Linked DNA regions of Mus musculus: region 2 is linked to region 1. Evidence: chromatin contacts called from public Hi-C data. All regions are on one chromosome and are shown on one strand. The core of a region is the stretch at or near the end of the contact, and the rest is flanking DNA. Distances in the headings are between cores, read along the strand shown. Region 1 overlaps Lmo1 (LIM domain only 1). Region 2 has its middle 34 kb from the start of Gm32563.

The links. Hi-C and Micro-C count contacts between places; a contact is called where the count stands out from the background.
Region 2: a Hi-C map of stem cell-derived neural stem cells shows a contact between it and region 1, with 2.0 times the contacts expected there. The contact joins two enhancer-like sites. A contact is called at or near these places in 3 of 15 datasets of contacts at CTCF or cohesin (the G1E-ER4 cell line, embryonic stem cells and liver), 127 of 484 Hi-C or Micro-C datasets (the 63-12 cell line, the AtT-20 cell line, B cells and 74 more), 11 of 115 datasets of contacts at active chromatin or transcription factors (astrocytes, bone marrow-derived dendritic cells, bone marrow-derived macrophages and 5 more) and 3 of 9 other capture datasets (embryonic stem cells, embryonic tail and embryonic trunk).

Annotation. Positions count from the first base shown.
Region 1 is chr7:109,137,564-109,143,173 of GRCm38.p6, forward strand. It overlaps Lmo1 (LIM domain only 1), which reads right to left. Exons shown (of 4, transcript NM_001302205.1): 3 at 3,019-3,144; 4 at 1,002-1,413. The coding sequence ends at 1,308. It overlaps Gm44781 (a long non-coding RNA gene), which reads left to right and starts at 5,284. Exons shown (of 4, transcript XR_003946852.1): 1 at 5,284-5,354. Within about 2 kb of position 2,053, at least 4 of the 459 cell types and tissues checked have an H3K27ac peak or open chromatin away from gene starts, as enhancers often do. A contact at or near this core is called in the N1E-115 cell line and stem cell-derived neural stem cells, where this site is marked.
Region 2 is chr7:109,216,242-109,221,851 of GRCm38.p6, forward strand. No RefSeq gene overlaps it. Among named protein-coding and RNA genes, the nearest start is that of Gm32563, 34 kb to the right of the region's middle. Within about 2 kb of position 2,855, at least 21 of the 459 cell types and tissues checked have an H3K27ac peak or open chromatin away from gene starts, as enhancers often do. A contact at or near this core is called in the N1E-115 cell line and stem cell-derived neural stem cells, where this site is marked.

The DNA.
Region 1 (5,610 bases), core at 803-3,302:
AGGCTCCGTGCCCAGTACTGTGGCATTATCCTTGCTACCCCGGGTGAGCCTAGCTCAGCCAGGCAGACAGAAATGCCTGTCTGACTGTCTGCCACAGGTCTGGCTGTCTCCTGGCTTGGGCTGACTGCCTGCTGGCTCGCCTGCCTGTCTCTGCTGCCTGTCCACACATGTGTCTGTTTGAGAGTATGTCCGCTGGCTCCTCTGTCCCGGACTCTTGAGAGTCAGTCATCATGGCCCATGTCTGCTGCGGGGAATGGGCTCATTTCAGCTCTCCCCAGAAGCAGTCTGCCTCCCCTGCTGCGCCCTGTTAGTGTTCCTGGTTTTCTTCTCTCTCCCCCTACCTAGGCTTCAGACCTCCAGGTCCCCAGCAGACTTCTCAAGAGCAGAGACTGTGTCTCAACAATGACTCAACCCCATGCCTGATTCCCTTGGTGTTAGCTCCAATAGAGGCATACGGCTAAGACTTGGAGTAGATTGAGGTTTGCTGAGTGACTGACTGACTGTCTCGAGCCTGCATAGACAAGCTCAAGGGAAACAGAATGTTTTGATTGATAAGCAAGATACTAGGATCCAGGTCAGTCCCAGCAAACACTATCTGTCACTGTGAAAGGGAAAGGGGTTAAGAGGGTACTGTCATGATATGGGGCTTGGGATTTGGGGTTCTACTGTGGACCCAGAGCATGGGTCCCCATCTTGCTACTTTGCTAGGGGTTCCAGTGACTTTTAGGGTTGGTCTAAAAGTACACAGAGTGTCACAGCGCCGCTCTTCTCAGGGCTTTGCATAGGGCTAGGATGTATGCTTTGCAGGGAGGGAGGCATACCCCACTTCTCATGTGTGGCTGGGGCACTTTGAAAGATTCCCTTCTTCTGGTCCCTAAAGCCATGCTTGTTTGCGTCTTTGTGGCAAGAGCATAGGCTGGAGGTCGCTTCTCCATGCCCCGCCCACCAGAGGCAGAAGGTAGGGAGGTGCAGTTTTGTGTCGGTAATGTGAACAATGCAGTCATGTCCCCGGAAACATTCATAAGTTTAATCCACGCCAGTAATAAAATCGCATTACATTTCTCATAAAATAAATGTTCCCATTTATATACAGAAGACAGACTGTACAGGCTGAGCCTGGCCCCAGGAGGGGTCCCACAGAGATGGGCAGTGGTGGTGGAGAACAGCCACCTTCCCATCGAGGATGAAGTTCTAACTTGTAGGACAGCGGCTGGCCAGCCCGCGCAGGCAGAGTGGCTGGCCGGCCTGCCAGGCAGGTGGACAGGTGGGCAGACGGACAGATGGACCTGGAGGCCAGATGGTGGGCGTTACTGAACCTGGGATTCAAAGGTGCCATTGAGATGCCCCTCCTCATAGTCCACCTGGCACAAGATCATGTTGTTCTTCAGGAAGAATTTGTCTCCCACGCAAAATCTAGAGAAAAAAAAAATCAAGAGAAAAGAGGGCTATAGGTGAGGTTCCAGTGAGAGGAGGTCCCAGCCTGGCCCAGGAGGTGGGGCATGCATGGCTGACGGTGCTGCTGCTGATCTGGCTGGAACCTCCCAGGGAGTGTAGAGGAAATGCCAGGGCACTGCGAGCCTGGTCAATTACTCTCAGCAGACCCCTGCACCCTGGCGTGGTGAGATAGGTAGCCGGTCAAGCCACAGGCCTCCCACCAGCAGGTCATGTGAGGAGGTGCAGGGCGAGGGCAGATGCCTTACCCCGGTCCCAGAGATGGTGCAGCTTGGGAGAGCTTAGGGGACCAGAACTAGAGAGTGGAGGGATGGAGACCAAGAGATGAGGGGAGGTAGGGAGAAGGAGAACATGGCTGCTTCCATCCCTCTGCCCTCTCAGCTTAAGGCTCACAGCCTCTTACGAGTGAGACCACAGTCCACAATTTATTCTTTAGCCCAGGAAGATCACTTTTGGGTCTCTTAGTCTGCTGGAAGTACTGAAGAATTTTCAAGCTTCCCCTTAAAGACATTGTCCCCTGGTGGCCAAGACTTTTAAGCTCCTGGGTCACTGACTCAGTCCCAGTAGTGGATCTCAGTTCAACCACCAGGTGGCGATGGAACTTCACAGAACCCTGCTGGTAGGCCGTCTAGCCAGAGCTCTCTGCCAGTCTAGTGTTCCCTGCAGGTCCCTCTAGACCTCAACCTGAAAATATCTGTATGGATTCCTACCTGACCTGAGGGCTCCCAAGAAGAGTTCCTGCTTTTTGATGGTAAATTCCTAGCCTTAAGTCCCTCAAGTCTTCCCCCAGGACTGGGATAATGAATAGGGCCCAGAAATCCACAAAAGAGGTGGGGGGGGGGGGGGCAGAGCCAGATTCATGAGTAGAGTTGGGGGTTGGGGGAGTGATATTCCCTAAAGATATCTCTTACCCTATGGGCCTGGGAACCCCTTCTCACAAGACAGGACACAAAACCCCATGCACACAGATACAGTACACTCAGTACACACATTTAAAACATGCATACAATTCTCACCTCACCAGGTACATACAGTATTCACAAACTCTTATGCATGAATAATTATAGTTGCATGCACATCTAAACACCTATCTCATGTACTAGTATTCGTGTGCACACAAACATTTACAATACAAACACAAGCACATATATACTGGACCTGTGGCACACTCCTACAGTCCCAGCAACCATGGCTTCATAGCAAGTTTAAGGGTGGCCTTGGATACTCGAGACTCTGGAACAAACAACTCCTCCCTCAAATGTGCAAATACTTTATGCTATGTACAATATATATACATAGTGAAAACACACACACATACCCCATCATTCAATTCATGTAGAAACTTACCACCTACATAGTGCACTAATACTGTAGTGTACACATCTGACCATAAGATGTAGATATACACACATGCACATGTATGATAAGCAAAGCATGCATACTTAGCTACATACATAAATGAAGTCACACTTGTCTGCACGCCTCCTCAGCGCTCCTGGCTCAGCCAGCAGGCCTCAGGCTCGGGTCTGGGTAGTGTGTGGGGCTGGCTGAGGCTCTGGCACTCACCTCTGATTGCAGAGCTGGCAGGCGAAGCAGTCAAGGTGATACACATTGTCTCGGGCCCGCATCACCATCTCAAAAGCTGGGATCAGCTTGCTGCAGGCAGCACAGTTTCCTGTGGTGCCAAAAAGCCTGCCAGGGGAAGAGCACAGAGGATGTAAGGGCCTGCCTGGGAGCTGCCTCCACCCAGAGGCTAGCCCATTCCCTAGCTCTTGGGACAGCAAGCGGGCCTAGTCAAGAACTGACTACCATATCTAGATCCTGCCAGACTGAGCTTTAAAACCATCTTACTCCCCATGGGGGGCTATGTAACCTACAGTCAGGTGTAGACATCATCGCCCTACACCCATTTCAAGTTCCCACCAGAGTCCCTAGAGCACCACGATGGGCCCCTAACAAAGCCTCCAGACCCACACAAGCCTAAATTTCAGAAGCCCTGATGAGGCTTCTTGAATTCTGCTTGTCGTGGGCTGTGTATTCTCACACAGTCACTTGGAACCGCCCAGAGTCCCTGTTATCTCAATGTCAAAGGCCAAACTGCATCCCTCACTGGACAATGCACTTGGCAATGCCTAACCTTAACCCTAACTGAACCTGTGGCTCAGGGACAGGCTAAGAGCTTACAAAAAACTCACCCCATCTGATCCCAAGGCAGCCCTGTGAGGTCAACACTTATATCATCCCCAGTCAAGAAGAGAATGAGTCACAGAGAGATAAACAACTCACCAGGGCACATGCCTGGCTCCTTTGGGAGAGTGATATATGCCCCCTGATGAGGCTTCTTGCTTTTAAAACTACAGTGCTTTCTGGGGCTGCAGCTCAGTTGGTAGTGTGCTTGCCTAGCATGCAAGGAGCTCTGGGTACACGAGTACCCATGTGGTTGTCAATAACCCTGGCACCCAGGAGGCAGTCGGGAGGAATAGGAATGGAAGGTATCCATGTCTACATGGGGAGTTCCAGGCCAGCCTAGCTGACACGTCTCAAAAATAGATAAAAAAGACAGTGTTTTATGAAATTGTATTCTGCCATAATCTCACTGTGCCACTCGCCTATGCCTCCTTGGCCGTCTTGGAATCTCAGCTTATCTTTTTGTAAAAACGAAGCTGCCAGGACAACCCGGTCTGCCTAAAGATGCTTCTCACCCAGAACTGATCCCCCAAAACAAGTTCCGAGGGGACCTGACACAATGGTCTCTTTGAGAGGGCATCCCTCCTCTCAGCTGCTGGCTACAAAGCTCTAGGGACAGGAGGACAGGAAGTTCACTCCCTCCCCATTCATGGCAATTCTTGGCTGGGTGCTCTAATGGTCTGAGCTGACCAAGCTCCTCCTTGCTTCCTTTCTGCTGAGCAAGCTCCAAAAGATGCAAGTGGGCTGAGAGGCGGGTGGTGGGGGCCTCTAATCCCCGATTTGTCCGATTTGTCTGATGCAGGCTCAGACACCTGCAGACCAGCTTGGCTCCATTATTCATTGGCCTGAGCTGCCTGGTGACTCAGATAAAGGCAGACAAAGGCTGGGCCACAGCATCTGCCTGCCAATGGGGGCTTTTTCTGCCACCAGCAGTTGTAAAGGCCCAGGCTCTGGGCAGCCACTCCTCCCTAACCTACTAGCTTACCTGGCTCCAGAAGCCATTCATTACCTCTCCCAGAGCATAGGGGGAAAGCTTCCAGCCCCCATGGCTTGGCAGGGCCCTGAAGTGGGTGCCTGGAAGTTCCCGACAAGCCCACACTGAACTACAGTGCTCCTTCCCATCATGATGGCCGGCCATCATTTAGATAGTCACCTCTTCCTAGCCTGCTAATTCAATTACCCAGGTAGATGTCCCAAACCTCCAGGCACAAAAGCCCCTTTCCATGTCCTTGAGGGTTGACTTCCCAAGAGCATCCTTAACCCTTCCTCCCAGCCTCAGTTTCTCATTCCACCCTAGAAGCACTAAATACCATCACTTAAAAAAAATATATCTGTTTCTAAAGCTAAAGGCAACAGTTGAAGGGAAAGGTCCAGACAGGTAAATCTCAGGGTCTCTGGAGAAGGGAGCAGTTTCCAGATAACCCTGCCCCCCTCCAACTAGTCCTGACTTGAGCAGAAGTCCCACCAGCTCTCACCCCCATCCTGCTAATTAATGCAATGGGCCTTTCTTCCCCACAAGGCCGCCCAGCCACCATCCAGCAGCTAGTGACAGAGCCAAATGCAGGTGCTGGGTCTCAGCCAAGGCCCCTGCTTCATGGCTCCCTTCCAGCCTTGCTGATGTCATAAATGGCCTAAGGGAGGGTTAATTGGGGAAGGCAGCCCCAGGGAATGAGATCCAGGTTATGGGGGAGAGGCAGAGCTCTGAAGAATGCAAGGTGGGCTATAGGGGGGTTTAAATGGAGAAAGGTTCAAAACCAACGGCTCGGGGCTGCTTCAAACCCAGATCTTTAAAAAGCATTGGCAGTCCTCGTCCTAGGGTATGGCTCCCTGCCAACCAAGGCAAATGAGAACCTAATCCCAGTGCACCTGGAGAGGAGGACTCCTGGGAGAGGTGGGCAGGAGACTCCACTGGGAGGAAGGCCCAGGCAAGTCTAGGCTACCTCATCTGCTCCTCCAGGCCCCTCTGAGATG
Region 2 (5,610 bases), core at 1,605-4,104, 79 kb after region 1:
TCTCCAGTTGCCTAACATGCTAGGAGGCAGTTAATAGCGTCAATTCATAGAGGAAACAAACACCAAGTGGCCACAGTGAGTCTGTTAGTTACTTACGGCCCTTCATTGATAAGGATGCTGTCCAGGTGTGAGGGACTCACTCTTCTCACATCTGTTACCAGGAGACAGCAGCCTGACCTGGTTGGGTTGTGGGTTCTTTGAAGAAGAGGAGGCAGACGTGCTTTATAGGGCATCTGCCTTCCTTCCCATCAGAGTCTGGACTCCCAGGGGCCCATGCAGAGGATGGTGTCAGGCTAGAGAGGCTGGTAGAGATGAGATGGGGGGAACAGTGGGTGGCTGGGGTGGGTTAATGCAGCTGCCTTATGAAGGACATTTTTCAATTGAGCCAGTAACTGAAGGCCCTGAGCGTGTGTTCTGTCTCAGCAACTCTCCAATCAGAGGATATGAACTGACTGTGAGAAAGCCATCAGGGGCTGGCTATTCCCAAACTCTTGGAAGGCACAGAGTGAGATTTAATAAAACGAGAAAATGGAACATTTTCATTAGCACCAAATTTTCCATTTAATTTGGACTTTTGCAGAATAAGTGGCCTAATTACTGCTATGATTTGAGCATCTCTATAGAAAGTTCCTCTAAGAAGTCGGGCTTCACATGAGCTCCATTTCCCAGCACTGGCCCGAGTGCCACCATCCCTCCCAGACCACCTCATCCTCTACAAGAAAGAAGGAAGGCCATATGCCAGGAAGGGCCACTGGCCTGCAGTGCCTGTCACCCGATTCTTCTCTTCCCTGGTCCCAAGATGCCAGGGGGAAGGTACCATTTTGAGGTCTTTCCCCTTCCATACTTGCTTCAACGTTGTCTAGCTCTGGCATGTTCTTCTTTCCTGCCTCAGCTTGCATCTGGAAGCTGGCTGACCTGAGGGAGTCCTGAATACCTTCTTTCCATGAGCCCGACTTCTGCTCTGATTCACCCCCTCCTCCCGACCCCCAACTTAGTTCTTCATTCATAAAAATGTCTGCTGCTTGGCCTCACAGGTATGCGGTCCGTTCACACTGATGTCAGACATCCTTGAGAGATGGAGGAGGGGATGATGCCCTGGCTTTGGGCTTCATAGCTCCCATCTGCATCCCTAGAGCTCTTGCTGTCCCCACAGTTTATCAAGCCTGGGCGCTTCAGACCAGACGACTTTCTTCCGTCTTTTTAAATCTCTGCCTCACCTCTACTCCTAACCTCCCACCTCGGGCTCTCTGCTTTCCCTCTGCTTTCTGCGCTTCAAAAGAATCAGGGATTAAAGAAACGAAGCAAGAAATTGCCAAAACCTAACCTAGCAGACAATCAGATAGAGTGGTGAAGGGAAGGGGCTCTCCCCTCCACCCCACCCCCAGGAGGAGCCTGCAAGTCCAGACAGATAGCAGCTCTAGACAAGGTATCACAGTGAGCAGGGTCCACTTCCACTTCCTGGTGTCTCTGACCTAGACTCCAGGCCAGGGTCCATCCTTGGATCTTCATTTCTAAACACATGCCCCTCCAATCCACTCTGACCGGCCAAGGACAGCACCCATAACAAACTTTATACCCTAGAACCTCTCAGTGACCAAGACCTGGCCTTGTTCTCAGCACTCCAGTCCTGGGATCATTTCCAAGTGTGATAGAGTCCACCCCAATCTCCTGGGGAAGTACAGCTGGGAGTGAGGTATCCAAAGGGTTATTATAACTGGGGTATAGTAGGAAGGTTGTTTGGTTCTGTCTTTCAGAGCCATGGGGGTCCCTTGACCATGCTCTGGGGACAGATGCTTACTACATTGTCTGTTTCTAAGGTCAGACCTTTAGGAGGAGCGAAGGAGAACACAGGGGCGAGTCAGGCATGGTTTCTATACTGTGGCATGCTCAGGCCATGTAACCTGATGGTGTATTACATCTACGTCCACCCCTGCAACCACCAGCAGCTCACAGTCTACAAGGCCTCCAACCCCCCAGAGGCTCCAAAGTGCTCCTCTCCACTGCCTAGTTACCTCCTAAATGGCATCTCCAGTCTACAAAGCCTGCAGCTTTTGCTTGTGGAGTGACCATGAGGTAGCATCTGATAGCCTGGCAGGGCTCCCCCTGGTGGCCAGTGATTAGCTCTTGCTGGAATATGACCTGGTCCAGCACTGGAAGGCTCAGTGGATGAGACATTTCCTGGAGCAGAGAGGTGCTGCTAAATGATGTTGATAGCACAAATGTTAACTGAACAAGTCCAGTCTCACTACTTTGTCCATGAACTGCCTCCCAGCCTGCAGAGAGAGAGAGAGAGAGAGAGAGAGAGAGAGAGAGAGAGAGAGAGAGAGAGAGAGAGCTAGCTCAGAAGCTAAAGGAGGCTCTTGGGGGAACTGTGAGCAGGTGAGCTTCACCTTATTTTCCCACCATCCTCTTCTAGGGTTGTGTCCACCTTGGGACTCTGCAGGGCTGGTGTCAGAAAGAACACATGCCTAACACCTAGGTATAGAGACTGTTAGCAGAGTTCCAAACTCCCACAGAACCAGGTACCGCAGAACCTTGGTGTCCCAAGTCCCTGGGGGCCCCAGAAACACCAACAGCAGCCCCCATCTAGGCCCATGCCCACCCAATTGCACATAGACCAGATCCTCCCTGTTTTGGGACTTTGGCCTCAGCCCCAATGTGCCATGTCACTGAGCTAGGCTAGCCAGTCCTACATTAAAGCTCCCCAAGTATCCAAGGAGACATAAAGAAAATTTAGAGACTTTTAATTTGCCAGCACGGCTCTCCTGCCGGCCAGCAGGTTGAATGGTTGAGGAGAAGGGCAGCCGCAATAAAGGCTTATTGTTTCTCCTGTGAGTCACTGCTTGGTGACGCCTTTCTTAAGTGAGACAAAGGGACCCGAGGCCTATAGGCATCCACAGGCTTGGAGAGCTAGACCCACAAATAGCCACTGTGTCCTCTGCTGTCTAGAGCCAGGTCTGGGAGTGGGGAGCCAATGACATTCCCATTGGGGCTGCATTCACAAGGGAGGGAAAACCTGGGTACTAGCCATTGGAAGGGACCCGCATGTTAAAGAGAGTTAATGGGAGGGACCCAGAAGTCTTCCATGGGGGAGTTGCGCCCCTGGAAAGCAGGTTGGAATACACAAGACAAGCCTTGTTCTCTGAGACCCATCTCTAGATATCCCATCTAGGAAAGGTTTCCAACAGCAGAGAGTGAGGATTGCCCACAGAAGTCATGTGAGCAGAGGACAGAAGCCCCTCTTCCAAAAGGGTACCCGGAAGGTCACTTCTACGACTAATAGTCAGTTTTAGTGTCCCCACACTGGCCCTTAGGTTTGACAGGAATGTGGGATGTATGGACCTTCCCAGAGACATGGTATACACCCAAGGCAGCCAGTTGGAGCCAGGTCCCTGACAATGGACAGCAGAAGCTGAAAGCTGATACCATGCCCTCAGCTACCTCTTGTTGTGAGCACCCAGCACCGTGCTCCACATCAGCACTGCTCTAGGGCCTGGAAGGGAGCCACACTGTCTGTTTCGGTGCTCACCCACCACGAGGCCTAAGACCTGACAAATGCGTTCTACCGGCTGGTGATAGGAGAGCATCCTTTCTCACCCCCCACCATCCTCTCTAGAGACTTCCTACTTCATTGCTCAGGACATTAATGGCTTTGGAGACTTTGTTCAGCCAGTGTATCGCTGAAATAATGGCATTTCAGGCCTCGAGGCTGCTGGCAGGGGGTAGGGTCCTCCTGTAGAGTTGTACGGGTTGTTCGATTCACAAGGACCAAGGAAGTAAATGAGGGCAGCAATCATCGGGACTTGGCGGCACTTGTCAATCACAAGCTCTGCCTCTAAGAAGAGGCATCCTTTTCTAAGTTTAGCATACATGGAGATAATATGAGGGTGAATGGAATTCCCGAAGAGAGGTAGCAGTTTGCACCCAGGCGGAAACTATCTGGATCTGACTGGCTTTGTTAGTCAGTGTTTGGCTCTTCCTGCTCTGGGACACTGACACATGAGTAACTTCCTGACATTTTTGTGGCAGGCACAGACCCAGTTCTGAGGACTCAGGGTTGGCACCCTGACCCTCCATTCCACACCATGCATGCTTTTTGCTGGGGTTGTCAGACCCAGCATGTACCTGTGACTTTTATGTCTGCACCAGAGGCTTCAGCCTTGGTTGGGTGGGAGCTACTGCCTAGGCCTCCCGCCTCCCACCACCTCTCTGCCTTGGGTAATTGGATTGGGGCAAAGGGAGTATTATTTACTGGACAGGAGGACATGTTCCTCTTAAGGCTAGCCAGCCCCAACCCCCTTTCCACTGCCTTTCTAAAGAACAAAGATTGGGGATGAAATAAATTTGATAATAACCAATAAGGACCCCCAGAGAAAATAAAATGGCTTTTATTAAACTTCTTCCAAGACCTTTTGTGCTGAGCCTCTATCTGCTCCCTTGGTGGAACCCTCTCAGGCCTGCCTCCTTGCCTGGCCAGCTAGGCGAGCTCCTGGTGGTTTCCTGATGGCCAGCCATAAACACACCTTACAGCAACTCAGGCCTTCCTCCTTTCTGTGGTCATCCCAAGTCACCTTCTTGAAAGACAGGATTACAAAAAAAAAAAAAAAAAAAAAAAAAAAAAAAAAAAAGAGCCTTCGAGCTGAGTTGCTGTATTCTGAGGTTCTGGTTGGAGTGGCCTCCCATGCCAGGCCAGGGCTCTAGGTGGCTTGTGCTGACAGGTCCCCAGCTCCAGAGGGGACCAAGTAGTGGATTGGGCCTGCTGCCATTCATCCCGGGAGCCATCTCTCCAGGTTGAGTATGGCACGATTTAATGCCCCCCATTCCTCCATTCCTGCTCTGCATGACAAATTGTTTTAATAAACATAAACCGAGTAATAATAAAGTCATAATAAGCCCGCGACTCACCTTATATCACTGCAGTTAAATCCTCCCATAAGCCGGCGCTGGTTACAATGACAATTATGGCCGGGCCAATCCGCAGGCAGGCCTGCGTGTGGACAGATTTAATATCGTTTGTAAATATGATTAGTGGGCTGTCATGTTATTGCGAGCTGCTATTTACATTTCTCTCCGGGGTTATACACTCCGCCAAATCAACATTAAGTAGTGGGTCTCTCTTTCCTCCTTAAATCATGCATTCCCTCTGCCTGTGCGGATCCTGCGTAATGAAGAAAGGGAACCCTGACAGCAGGCTGGGCAGGATGGAGCAGAGCCTGGGCATTTTCTTTAGATGGATGGGTACTGAAGCCCCTCTGAAAGCTCAGCCTGAAGACTCTGGTGGGCGCCTGGGCCTGGCCTCAGCAACCCCCTCCCCTCCCACCGCCACCCCAATCCCTGCCTGCTGGCTTATGAAAAATGTTCAAATAATGAATGGTTGTTGTTTACAGAAGTAATTTCATGCTACATTTCCATTATTGCCTGGATTTGTTTAGCTCCTCACACTACCCCATTGCCTACGATGAACTTTTAAGGAAATATTGCCTGCGCTTCCCGCTCTGCCGTTCCGCTTCTAATGGAACCCGCTTGCATTGGAGACATATCGTGACACTTCATAACTGTGTGCAAATAAGCATTCTTAAACTGCTAGGGCCGGTTAATCATTGTTGCAGA